2 separate regions of the Zea mays genome follow, and region 2 is linked to region 1. A link is a contact called in public Hi-C data. All regions are on one chromosome and are shown on one strand. Each heading gives the region's core, a stretch centred on a gene start, on an enhancer-like site or on the middle of the called end of the contact. The rest is flanking DNA. Distances are from core to core; before and after follow the strand shown. Region 1 holds the start of LOC541965 (CCAAT-HAP5-transcription factor 59). Region 2 holds the start of LOC100304356 (Pentatricopeptide repeat (PPR) superfamily protein).

Region 1 (5,443 bases), core at 946-3,445:
TCACTTTAGAGGGGTTTTCCACGTTAAATCTGTGTCTTCTCTGTGATTGATCTTATTTGTGTCGCATTCATTTATAACAAAAAGGATCCTGATTGATCCTATTTGTGTCGCATTCATTTATAACAAAAAGGATCCTGAAGGAGGAAGGGATCAAACTTCCAGCAGTGATATTAGTGAAGACGTGATAAAAGAAGCCATTGAAAAAAGGTCGTCTTATTTTAGAAAGAACTCTGAGTATGTGTCCTCACATTCTCATTATATGTATAATTATTAGGGATCGCAACGGGTATATACCCTCGGTAATATCATTTCGTACCTGTAAAAAAAACTACACATTGGGTTACACATATCTGCTTGTTGGTACAGAGTCTTACCCATAGTTGTACCCACACGAGTAATTTTACAATTCGGGTAACCATTACTCGCAAAAAAGTCTCAAATTCTAATATACCAATCACTTAAAATGTCAAACAAACATACAAAAATAAGTTCAACTTCAAATTTAACAAATCATATGTTACATAACTTGATAGTTAAACAAACGATAGCCAGATAAGGATTTTCTTTAGCTAAGATGAGCTTTACACCTTTACTAGATGGTAATAGTGTTATGATGCGGGTATATTTTACCCACGGGTATAGGTAGTACCCACCTGTACCCATTTACCCCAGTCAGCTGTCTGTGGTGGGTTTATTTACGTTGGCTACGTTTCTATTATGTGCACTTTAATCTATATTATGTAAATGACTCTAGTTTGTAATATTATTACTTACTCTTTATTAATATTTGAAGCATTGTGACGAGTTATTTATGTAATCATTGTGTACGTGAGTTCTAATCCTGGCACATACATGGTTTGCATTCGGTTTACTTTCTAAAACTGGGTGTGACAATTATATAGAGAACTAGAATCTCAATCTCTTAGAGGCACATTTGACGGACGTAACCCTTCATAGGGTTTTTTAACAAGGAACATATTCGATGTTTAAAGGGGCACTATAATCATGTGCACATTTTAAATCTAGTACATCTATCTCATATCCAATGGTAAAAGATAATTTTATGAAAAACCCTTCCCACTAGGGGAGGTAGGTGGAAGGAGTTTTTATATAAAATTGGTAGTGCTGCTAGATGTAAAATGAATGTTCTAAATTTAAAATGTGCATGTGAGCACAATATCCCTTTGAACACAAGATATATTGCCTTGTTGACGATTTTAATTGTTTTCTTAAGGGCTTTTTAGAGCGTTACCACTAGGTCCTCTATTAGCTCCCCCATACGTAAGATAGGGAGATCCTGTACAATAAATCACGTAAATGGATGCGAAAAAGGATAACCCCTACCCGCGTCGTTACCCCTATCTTCCTCTCCTTTTTTCGCGATCTGCTGGAGCTGAGCCGGTTTTAGGCTCTATTTGTTTCGGCTTCTGCGGCTTCTGCCCACCAAAAGCTGTTGCGGACTGCCAAACGCTCAGCTTCTATAAAATTCGTTGAGGCAAAAACCATCCAAAATCAACATAAACATATAATCGGTTGAGTCATTGTAATAGTAGGAATCCGTCACTTTCTAGATTCTAAGCCCTATGAATAACTTTATCTTACTCCACACGTAATCGTAATGATACTCAGATTCTTCTCACAGCCAGATTCTCCCCACAGCCAGATTTTCAGAAAAGCTGGTCAGAAAAAAGCTGAACCAAACAGGCCCATGGCGATGGCTTTTCCACATCCGCGTTCGCGCGACTGCCTCTTGTGGGCTGTGTAAAATAACTATAAATGATATTGTTTGATATTATCTGTAGAGTGAAGTTTAAAATAAAAATGAGATATATGATTAAATATGGAGATGGCCTAACAGCCTTACGTAAACAGTCCAGTCCGTTTCCTTTCGGCCTTAACACAGCTATTTCGGGCCGAGAAAACCCATGTAGAGCCCGGCCCACTTTACCGCCACTGCTTGATGTGACGCGGTGAGAACACGGGCGCCTCGGGACGGACGATGCCGTCGCGTCGCGATGGTGCGCTGCGCGCCTCTACTCCTCCGTGGCTTCGTGCGTTCAATTTGCTTGTGGAACGTGGAAGAAGAGCGAGAACGCCAAACGAGAAAAGAAACCCAAGCCTTCGCCATCAAAAAAAAAAGAAAAAAAGAAAAAAAAGAGCAGAAAAAGTAGAGTAGACTACGACAGCGTCCGGCGAGGAGGCGGAGGCGAAGATGAGGAAGAAGCTCGGCACCCGGTTCCCCGCGGTATGTTTCGCCCCTCCAGCTCCCGTCACCCGCCATGCTCGTATCCTCTCTCGTTCTGATCCGCCGCGCTCGCGCGCGCGATCTGATCTGGGTCGCCGCGCGCGGTGCAGATCTTCGCTCTTGCGGGCGGGATCCGGTGGACGCCGGCCGTCGTTAAATCGCGGCTTCGCTGTTTCGTTACGTGGGCGGGGATTTGGCTGGCTTCCACGGGGTGACGGCGGGCTCGGACTCAGATCGGCTCCTGTGCTCGCCCGCGCGCGCGCGCGTGCGGAAGTAATTTCGTTTTTTTTTCCGTTCACATTTTTGGGGTCTGCCGGATTCTCTGTGCTCAACAGAGGACGTCGAGAATTTCTGATCCGGTTTCTGCGCTCGTGTTGTGTTCAACGGATGGAGAGATTTGTGGGCGCTCGCAGCTGACTAGGTTAGTGCTGTTGACGTTTGGTTTGTGTTTTGGGACCTTGTGTTTTAGTCCGTGTGATCGTTGACAGACTGATGTGACCTCTACGCGCCGCTGGTTATCCTCAATCGCGCTTGGCTTGGCGTGTAGATGCAAGAGATGCGCTCCATCCTGCTGTCGTGCCTGTGGTTTGGTTGCAAGGTCTCCAGATCATGTCAGCAATTCAGCATATATCGCAGGTTCCATGTATTTCTGGGGATACTCAACATGTGATCTGGTGCATGAGTGCTCATGCAGTGGAATTCGTGTGCAGCCTTTATCATCGGGTTTTATTATGGTCTGGTAGAGTTTGAAACTACATTAACTTCCACTGTTGTGTTGGTCAATATGTCTTTGGTGAGGGAACTATTCTTGGGAACGGCCAGGTCTGATGTAGGATTTAGGCTCAGGTGCCTTCCCTTGGTTGGAGTTCCAAGATGCGAAAGATGTTCTGAATTACTCCCTCCGTCCAGGAAAGAATGCAATTCTAGCAGTCTCGTGTTTTAGTATATTAAGTTTGACTAATTATATATTAAAAAATATCAATATTTATGATAGCAAATAAGTATCATTGATAATTACGAAATGTATTTTCATAACAAATTGATATGAAGCCATAAATGTGAATACTATTCATAAGAAATTTGGTCAAACGTGAATTACTTTAACTGGTGTGCAACCTTTAGTTACATATTACATTTTTTCCCGGAAGGAGGAAGCAATTATGCCGCCATGTTTGTCTGTTTGATTGTTCTGAGGTCTCCTGAACATGCCAGCATTTATTCCTTGAGATTATAACCCCTGGTGTAGCGCTCAAGCAGGGCTGTTTGCGGATCACAGTATTTGTTTTATGCCTTCAGGTTGGTTTTGAATCTTCAAAACCTCTTATTGTTGTTCCCTTGTCATGGAACCGCCGCTAGTTGAAGTTCCAAGCTAAACACACCTGTATGATTTGCAGTGCAGATGCATATTTTGTTGTATTTAGCTGAAAAGATAATTTCTGGGTTGTGGCATTTGCTCTGTTTTTCATGAAACAGTTTCTTTGATGTCTGTATTGATTACCAAAGTTTCGGGTTGTACTTATGTTGGTATATCTTTTCTAGATGTTTTTTGAAATATATAAGTTATAATGTCATGAAGTTGTCCCTAACTATGTTCTGTATTATAATAGGCTCGAATCAAAAAGATAATGCAAGCAGATGAGGATGTTGGAAAGATTGCACTAGCAGTTCCTGTTTTAGTTTGTAAGTTTTGCAAGAATCATTGTGCTTTTTGTATGTATTATGTACATATCTGTGTTTTCTCACAATAATCTAGTATTTCTACTTAAACTAGCATATAGTACGTGCTAATGTCAGGACCTAAGGAGGCCCACAGAGGGGCTGCGGTAGCAGCAGCCATGGGCCCTAAGGGGGATTAGATAAGGATAGTTAGAGATAAGATTAGAAGATTAGTTGAGATTATTTAGGAGATTAGTTGAGATTATCTAGGAAGGTTATCAGTTAGTAGTTTGTTGAGAGTTTTTAGGAGATAAGGATCTCTAGCTAGATAGGGGCAGCCAACTGGCCTATTTATGTAATCAATGGATGAGAAATAAAGCAGACAAGAATTAGAAGGGAGAAACCCTCCTCTTGCTCGGCCGTGGGCAGAGGCCCTCGGCCGGCGCCCTGTGAACAGTAACCGCGAGTACTGTTCACGCATGAACAGTACCGCACCGCCTCCACCAGCAGCTCCAACCATCGAATTCCCTCTCCAATCCCTCACCGATCTAGCGACCATAACAGCTAACACTACGATCGCAGAGGGGGGAGATGAGGGAAGGGGTCGGCTGCGGCGACACGAGTGAGAGAGATGGGGAGGGGCGATGGGGTCACGGTGGGAGGGGGAGGCTGGAGGCGGCAGGGTCGGTGGTCGAGGGACGGATGAGGGCTGAGAGATGATCCAAATAATATTGTCCATTGGCCTACTAAGAGACAAAATATCCAACAACTAAGTGTCACAGAGATGCGTATGGTGCGTTGGATATGTGGGCACACAAGATTGGACCGAGTGAGAAACGATGACATACGCAATCGGATACGAGTAACGCCAATTGAAAAAAAAGCTTATTAAACACCGGTTGAGATGGTTTGGGCATGTCCACCGGAGACCCCCAGAGGCAGCGGTGCATAGAGGCATCATAAGATAGGACAATAATGTGATGGGAGGTTGAGGGCGGCCAAACTTGACATGAGAGGAGGCTATCAAAAGGGACTTGAAGGAATGGAATATCCCAAAGGAGTTGGGTTTGGATAGAAGTGTTGGGAAAGAAGCTATCCACGTGCCCGAACTGTGATTATGTCTTTTCCCTTTTAGTTCTCTCAAAAGCTTTCCCCCCTCCCCTTTCTCTCTCTCTTTTTGGTGACTTCTTGTTGGGTTTCAACTCTAGCCTACCCCAACTTGTTTGGGACTAAAAGACTATGTTGATGTTGATGTAGAGGGGGTTATACAACGATCTAAACTGTTGGTTTTGATGATATGTTAAGTCTGGGTGCAATTTGTTTGGTGGATTTAGTGTAGGTTATGAGTCTGTGGATGATTTGGTTGGGGAGTTTTGCAAAGTTTAAACTGGTGGATTATATAGTGGTATAGATAAAACAATAAAAAAGGGTTGCTTTATCACATCGTTTGCCATCCATTCATTTGGTTGACTGGCTAATGGTTATCTTTGCAAATTGGTTTACTTGTTTCAAGTTCACACTAATGATACTAAAGAGACTCCT
Region 2 (5,443 bases), core at 1,879-4,378, 260 kb after region 1:
CTCTACATTCACATCCATTTAACCAATAAAACACGTATATTTTTGTGTTTATATTCTACACTCAAGCATAATATAAAAAACCCTACCTATGTGATATATAAATACTGTAGCAATGCATGGGTATGTAACTAGTCCTTGTTTAAGAACCAATTGATGCAGTGACAGGTGCAACTTGAGATTTTTTTTGTTTCTGCGTTTTTCAGGAGAGTTTCTGTTGTTTGATTTGATGCAAGGACAAGTAAAACTGAGTTCTGACTTGCGCTGATGTAGTTTTTCACTTGTCGAGACTTCATCTCTACTTGGATAGGCAATCTGTTGGAGTTGCACTGAGCTTCCTCTGAATTAAAAAAAAAAACCAAATCCCCCGGTCCATGATCTAAGAACAACCCTTTTTCTTTGAGAACGTGTCTAAGAACAACCTTGGAACTTGTGATTGTCTCCAAACACGAAATCAATGGCAAGCTTGAAGGTTATACCACAACTTTCATGGACATGACCAAGAATTTATTATTTATTTCTCTAAATTAATTTCCTACCATCTGAATGAAGTTACCACATCGATGGATCGAATTACATCAGGACTTCTGTCGGGCCTGTGGTGATTGCCCTTCTTGATGTGTATTCCTAGGAAACAGAAGCTCATGTATTTGCTTCTCTGCAGAGAACTCTGAAGTGGCCTGCAGTTCAAATGATTCAGAAACGGTATAACCACGTGATAGTGCAACGCAATTAACTTGTTTCAGTTATTTTTTTTTCGGAGTTGCTCTTTCACATAATTTAATAGGCTCATAGAATGCCAAGCGTGACAGACCTTTGTAGGGAAAGCAAATCTCAATGTCTGCACTTGAGTTCCTGAGCACACTCTCAGGTCAAAACCAAGGCAGTCCACTCCGATCACCGCTGCCTCCTGCGAAAATGTAAATGGACAATGTTTATTTATGTTTTAGTGCCAAACAGAATGTGTTTCAGTTCCATCAGTGCTGAACTTAAAACGGTGCTGCCAGTCTATCTGAAGGGAGTGTACCTCTACTTGAATGGCCTTGCTCCTCCAACAGAGAGATTTCAGAGCCTGGGTGACCTTGTCTCCACCAGCTCTCAGGCGCGATATTACGTTCGGTGCAGAATGCGCGATGATGTCCGGCTTAGCCTTCTGGTATTCTTCAATCTTTACCTTTGGCTACATGGCGATATTTTTAAACTATCAGTTGTGAAGTTAGAACTGCAGAGAAGAGCTATGTAAAATCCTGACATGCCGATTGTCAAATGAAAGAAGCATGCCTCAGTTCCATACGCAGTGATCAACTCGATGCTGAGGACCTCGACCTTGAAAAAGGTGGCACCACTCTCCTTTGTATCTTTCTTTGGCGCGTCACCTGCCAAGAACGACCTGCTGTAAGAATCGCATGCTCTCGTAGAATGCAGACATCTGCTGGATACAAGGTGGCTGGTCTGGTTTTAATTCATTCACAGCAGTTATACTTGATATATGCTTGGCAACCATGGTGCTCTCCTCAGCAAAGGCAGGCCTCAGCTGGCCCTCGACGACAAGGCTTGCAGGTGGCCGGTCCAGCCAGTCTATGCTAGACTTGGTTGCAGTCTGGGAATAATGGATTTAGTTAAGAGTGCAGTTGCTGACAAGACATGCTGCCAAACTTCGATCGTGTACCTCTACAATCATCCTTGCAAAGTACAGTGGATGGCAGGAATTCACGGTCTCAAGGTTGGACCAGCTTGGTAGGTCCTCGTCATCGTCGTCGTCGTCCTCCTCCTCCTCTTCCTCTCTGTCATCTTCGTCGTCCTCATCAACCGAAAACACACCCTCCTGCATGTTTTTACATACATCATCTATGTCAACCTCTCTGGAGTCTAGACAACTGAAACCAGCAACCTCTCTGGTGTCTAGACAATTGAGGGTTCATCCTAACCACGTCGTTGAAGTCCTCGTCAAAGTCGCTTTCCTCATCATCGTCGGAGCCGTCATCGTCCTCATCGCCGTTGTCGTCTTCTTGCGCAAACTCTGTGGCGGAGGCCGAGACGAGATCCAAGTCGGCGAAGACCTGTGTGTTGTCCAATCCGATGATAACGTGCTGCACGCATCAATCAACAACAACGACAGATTACCAAGGTGTCACACACCGACAGAGTCATAAGGTGGATGAAACAGGGGAGGAAATCGGAGGCGTCACCGCGATCTTGTCCTCCCCCATGATGCTCTCCAGCAGCGCGTCCTCGTTGTCGACCTCGAAGTAGATATCTGAGCAGGTTACCACACATCAGTTTCAGCAAGGGAAGGTGAAAAAACAGTGTCCCGTCCCGCGGCAAGTTACAATTACAGGAGCTTGTAGCTAGCTGCATTGCATCAAGCGGGGGAGGAGCCTGGTGCGCGCACCTCCGTTCTCGTCGGTGAGGTAGGGGAACTCCGGCAGGATGATCCGCTCGTGCACACCGTCGCCGACGAGCGTGGAGATCATCACCGTCGCCTTGTTGTTCACCTGCAGTTTATGTTCGTGCGCTGATTCTCTTAGCATTTCTTTGTGAAGTGTGACGAGTGGCAGCTGGTGGCAATTGCAATTGGCGAGCACCGAGCAGAGCTGGAGAGTGTGGCGTTATTCAGGTTGGTCAAGTGATTGACCTCGACGATTGTTCGGGCTGACTCGGCGTCGGTCAGGTGGGCCGGCTCGCCGTCGTCCAGCTGCACCGCCTCGGAGATCTCCTCGAACGGGTGGTACCTCCCCCTCGCCGGCTGCTCGTCCATGTGGTCCGGCGCCGACGCGACGGCCCTGCATCATTTGGTCACCAATCAACCAGCAGCTGGAGGCTCAGTCACTGCTCCAAGACATACTTACGTACCGGCAATGGCGGCCACGGCTGGCGCCGGATACCCGGCGCGCTCGCTCATTGTTCCACCAGGCGCGGCAGCGGCAGCGACAGCGAGAGTGGCAGGGAAGGCGACCGTGACACCGGAGAGAGAAGAGACCCGAGCTGCCGGTGGCTCTTGTTGCAACAACGAAGCTGTGACGCGAAGCGACAGGGGGAGCGCGGCGGGAGGAGGGGAAGGTGGAGCACGAGGGGTCCGGCGCTGCAGCGGTGGCAGCCGCCGGCAGCATGGTATACCATGCAACGGAGCCGCGGCGGAGATAGTTTTGTGTGGCGCGGCCGCCTCTCGCTCCCTATCCCCCCAAACCGGAGCTGTCGCGAATAATGCTGTGGGATGACGTCTACGTCGGATCTCGGCCTGGGCTGCCGTCTTCCATGGGCTGAGAACGTGGGTCGCACGTTGCAGCCCAGTCCAAACATTCCTTAGAGTGTACGTTTTTTTTATAGTGGAAGTCTTGATACTTTTGACCCACCCGTGCGTTGCAACGGTACACGATCGTATTTCATGATATTGGTTGGGATTGCAACGGTACACAATCGTATTTTATGATATTGGTTGGGATGATGAGGCCGTACCCACAATACAATCAATGGTTAAGCGAAATAAACCAGTCATATGGACCCTCCCCAAAAATTATCAATAATATATAGATTTAATATCAAAGTGAACATATTGTTTATAGACCAGATATTAAATTGATAAGAATAAATATTACACTTTGTTTTAGCCAAAAGACCGAGAAAGATATGAGTTGAAAAAAAAATCAAATCTCTATTTTATAGAGCTCTCTGTAGCTCGTCCTCCTTCAGCTAACGGGGTGTTACTATATGTGTACGACTTCCTATCGTATTGGGCTTGGTGGCTTCTCACGGTCTATATATGGTGTAATAGCCTTGATAAATTTTAACTCAAGACATTGACTCCATATAAACACACGATATGACTGCTGGTTTTAAAGACCCACAATATCTTCCACTGAACCTATGCTCTTTTATTTTCTCTTAAACACACACATTAAACACATGATTCATGGATAGATAGAACCATAAAGATGTCTCTGGCTATTGCACAATAATCTGACAGAGAAGAAAACATGCCTCAACAATTATCAAACAGAGGCCATGCAGGGATTCATGATGCAACATGCATGAGCCATTCATGAGTTGAACGGTGTCTAGTATCGTCTTGTGTCATGCACGAGGGGTGGTTAATTTCGATCCAGCTACATGAAATAGATGAGATAATGAACCAAATGCTTCAAACAACAGCCATCCATTATGTATCTGTCGTCCATGCTTTGCATCGAAAGGCCACCAACCATCTTTATCTCGTTCCCAACTGGCCTAGCTCTAGCGAAACAGTACACGCTCAACTTCGAATAGAGCTACAATAAAATGCTCGCCAAGGACCCGTCGCAAGCGCGCGACAGCCTTGTAGCTCCTCACTCCTAAGGAAGCACTTCTCATAGCAGCTAGAAATGACTTGTGACGCTTCGTCTCTCTTCTCTGCCACGACGCTCGTGACGATGACGCTCATCATGCTCATCGGCGATGGCAACACTATGTGCCACGCCGTGCGACACCTTGCTCACGCCCCACCCCCCATCGCGCCTGTTGCCATTTTGGGCATTCCTATCGTGCCGAAGCTGTCGATCGTGCTCGTGGCCACCCTTCCACTAATGCTTGCCTTACCGACGGTTCCCGCGGTGGGTGTCGTCCCACAGATCCATGTGGTGTCGAACATCACCGCGCTGCCCCCTATGGTCGGCTGCAGTACCCACCATCATGCCAAAAGTGACGCTGTCGCCAATGCCCGCCGTCGTGCCGAAGGTTGGCGCCTTGCCGCCAATGCCCATCGTCGTGCCTAAGGTTGGTGACTTGCCGTCGATGCCCTCCGTGTGACCCGTGCCTAACCGCCGATGCCCTCCATCCTGGCATCGTCAGTCTCCATTAGATCCCACGAACGCGACACGAACTCGGTGGACAAGCCTGTGAAGAGGCTCGTGGAGTTAGTGAGCCAGAAAATCAGATGTACGTACGTGCGTACCTTGGAGGACGTAGGTAAGTCGGAGTAGCTGGAGAGCGTCGGGCCACCGGCGCCGAGCAGATCCACCACCGCTATCGCTTGAGGGGCCTCGGTACGACTTTTTGTAGCCAAGTTGGTGGACGGATTAGGATGAGTAAAATGGCTCCACCCCACTGCTGCTGAAACCGCTTTCCCTCGTTTCTATGCATGGAAGACGCGACGTGTGTGGGTCTGCTGGAATTGCTTTCCCCGTCCCCTACGGAGCGACGTTCATGGGTTGTTTGGCTCATGTCACGGTGCATTTGGCATGAGACCACTTGCCATGTCGGTCGTTGCTATGAACGAAAGACATGGCGTGCATGGGTTTGTGCCATTTTGTGGGTGACTGAGGCGCGCACGCACAGCGCGGGGCGCGGGTTCGCTGAGGTCGGGAGTGGATAGACAAATTGGATTAGATGCGATCGATGTGAAGAGAATGTGTCTTGTGGGCCATTTCAAACAATAGAAGGGGTTATTTGTAGTAATATGACGCGGGACAAC

What was found. Hi-C and Micro-C count contacts between places; a contact is called where the count stands out from the background.
Region 2: a Hi-C map of ear shows a contact between it and region 1, with 2.5 times the contacts expected there. The contact joins the promoter of LOC100304356 here to the promoter of LOC541965 in region 1. A contact is called at or near these places in 5 of 25 Hi-C or Micro-C datasets (ear, leaf, root tip and 1 more).

The regions. Positions count from the first base shown.
Region 1 is chr4:196,979,579-196,985,021 of Zm-B73-REFERENCE-NAM-5.0, forward strand. It overlaps LOC541965 (CCAAT-HAP5-transcription factor 59), which reads left to right and starts at 2,196. Exons shown (of 6, transcript NM_001111619.1): 1 at 2,196-2,245; 2 at 3,853-3,925. The coding sequence starts at 2,213.
Region 2 is chr4:197,235,246-197,240,688 of Zm-B73-REFERENCE-NAM-5.0, forward strand. It overlaps LOC100304356 (Pentatricopeptide repeat (PPR) superfamily protein), which reads right to left and starts at 3,129. Exons shown (of 11, transcript NM_001165794.1): 1 at 2,851-3,129; 2 at 2,633-2,780; 3 at 2,390-2,492; 4 at 2,187-2,254; 5 at 1,926-2,087; 6 at 1,667-1,822; 7 at 1,480-1,597; 8 at 1,279-1,373; 9 at 1,025-1,177; 10 at 812-907; 11 at 495-677. The coding sequence starts at 3,107. The coding sequence ends at 576. It overlaps LOC111591485 (U2 spliceosomal RNA), which reads right to left and starts at 3,626; the gene lies at 3,424-3,626. It also overlaps the pseudogene LOC109945901.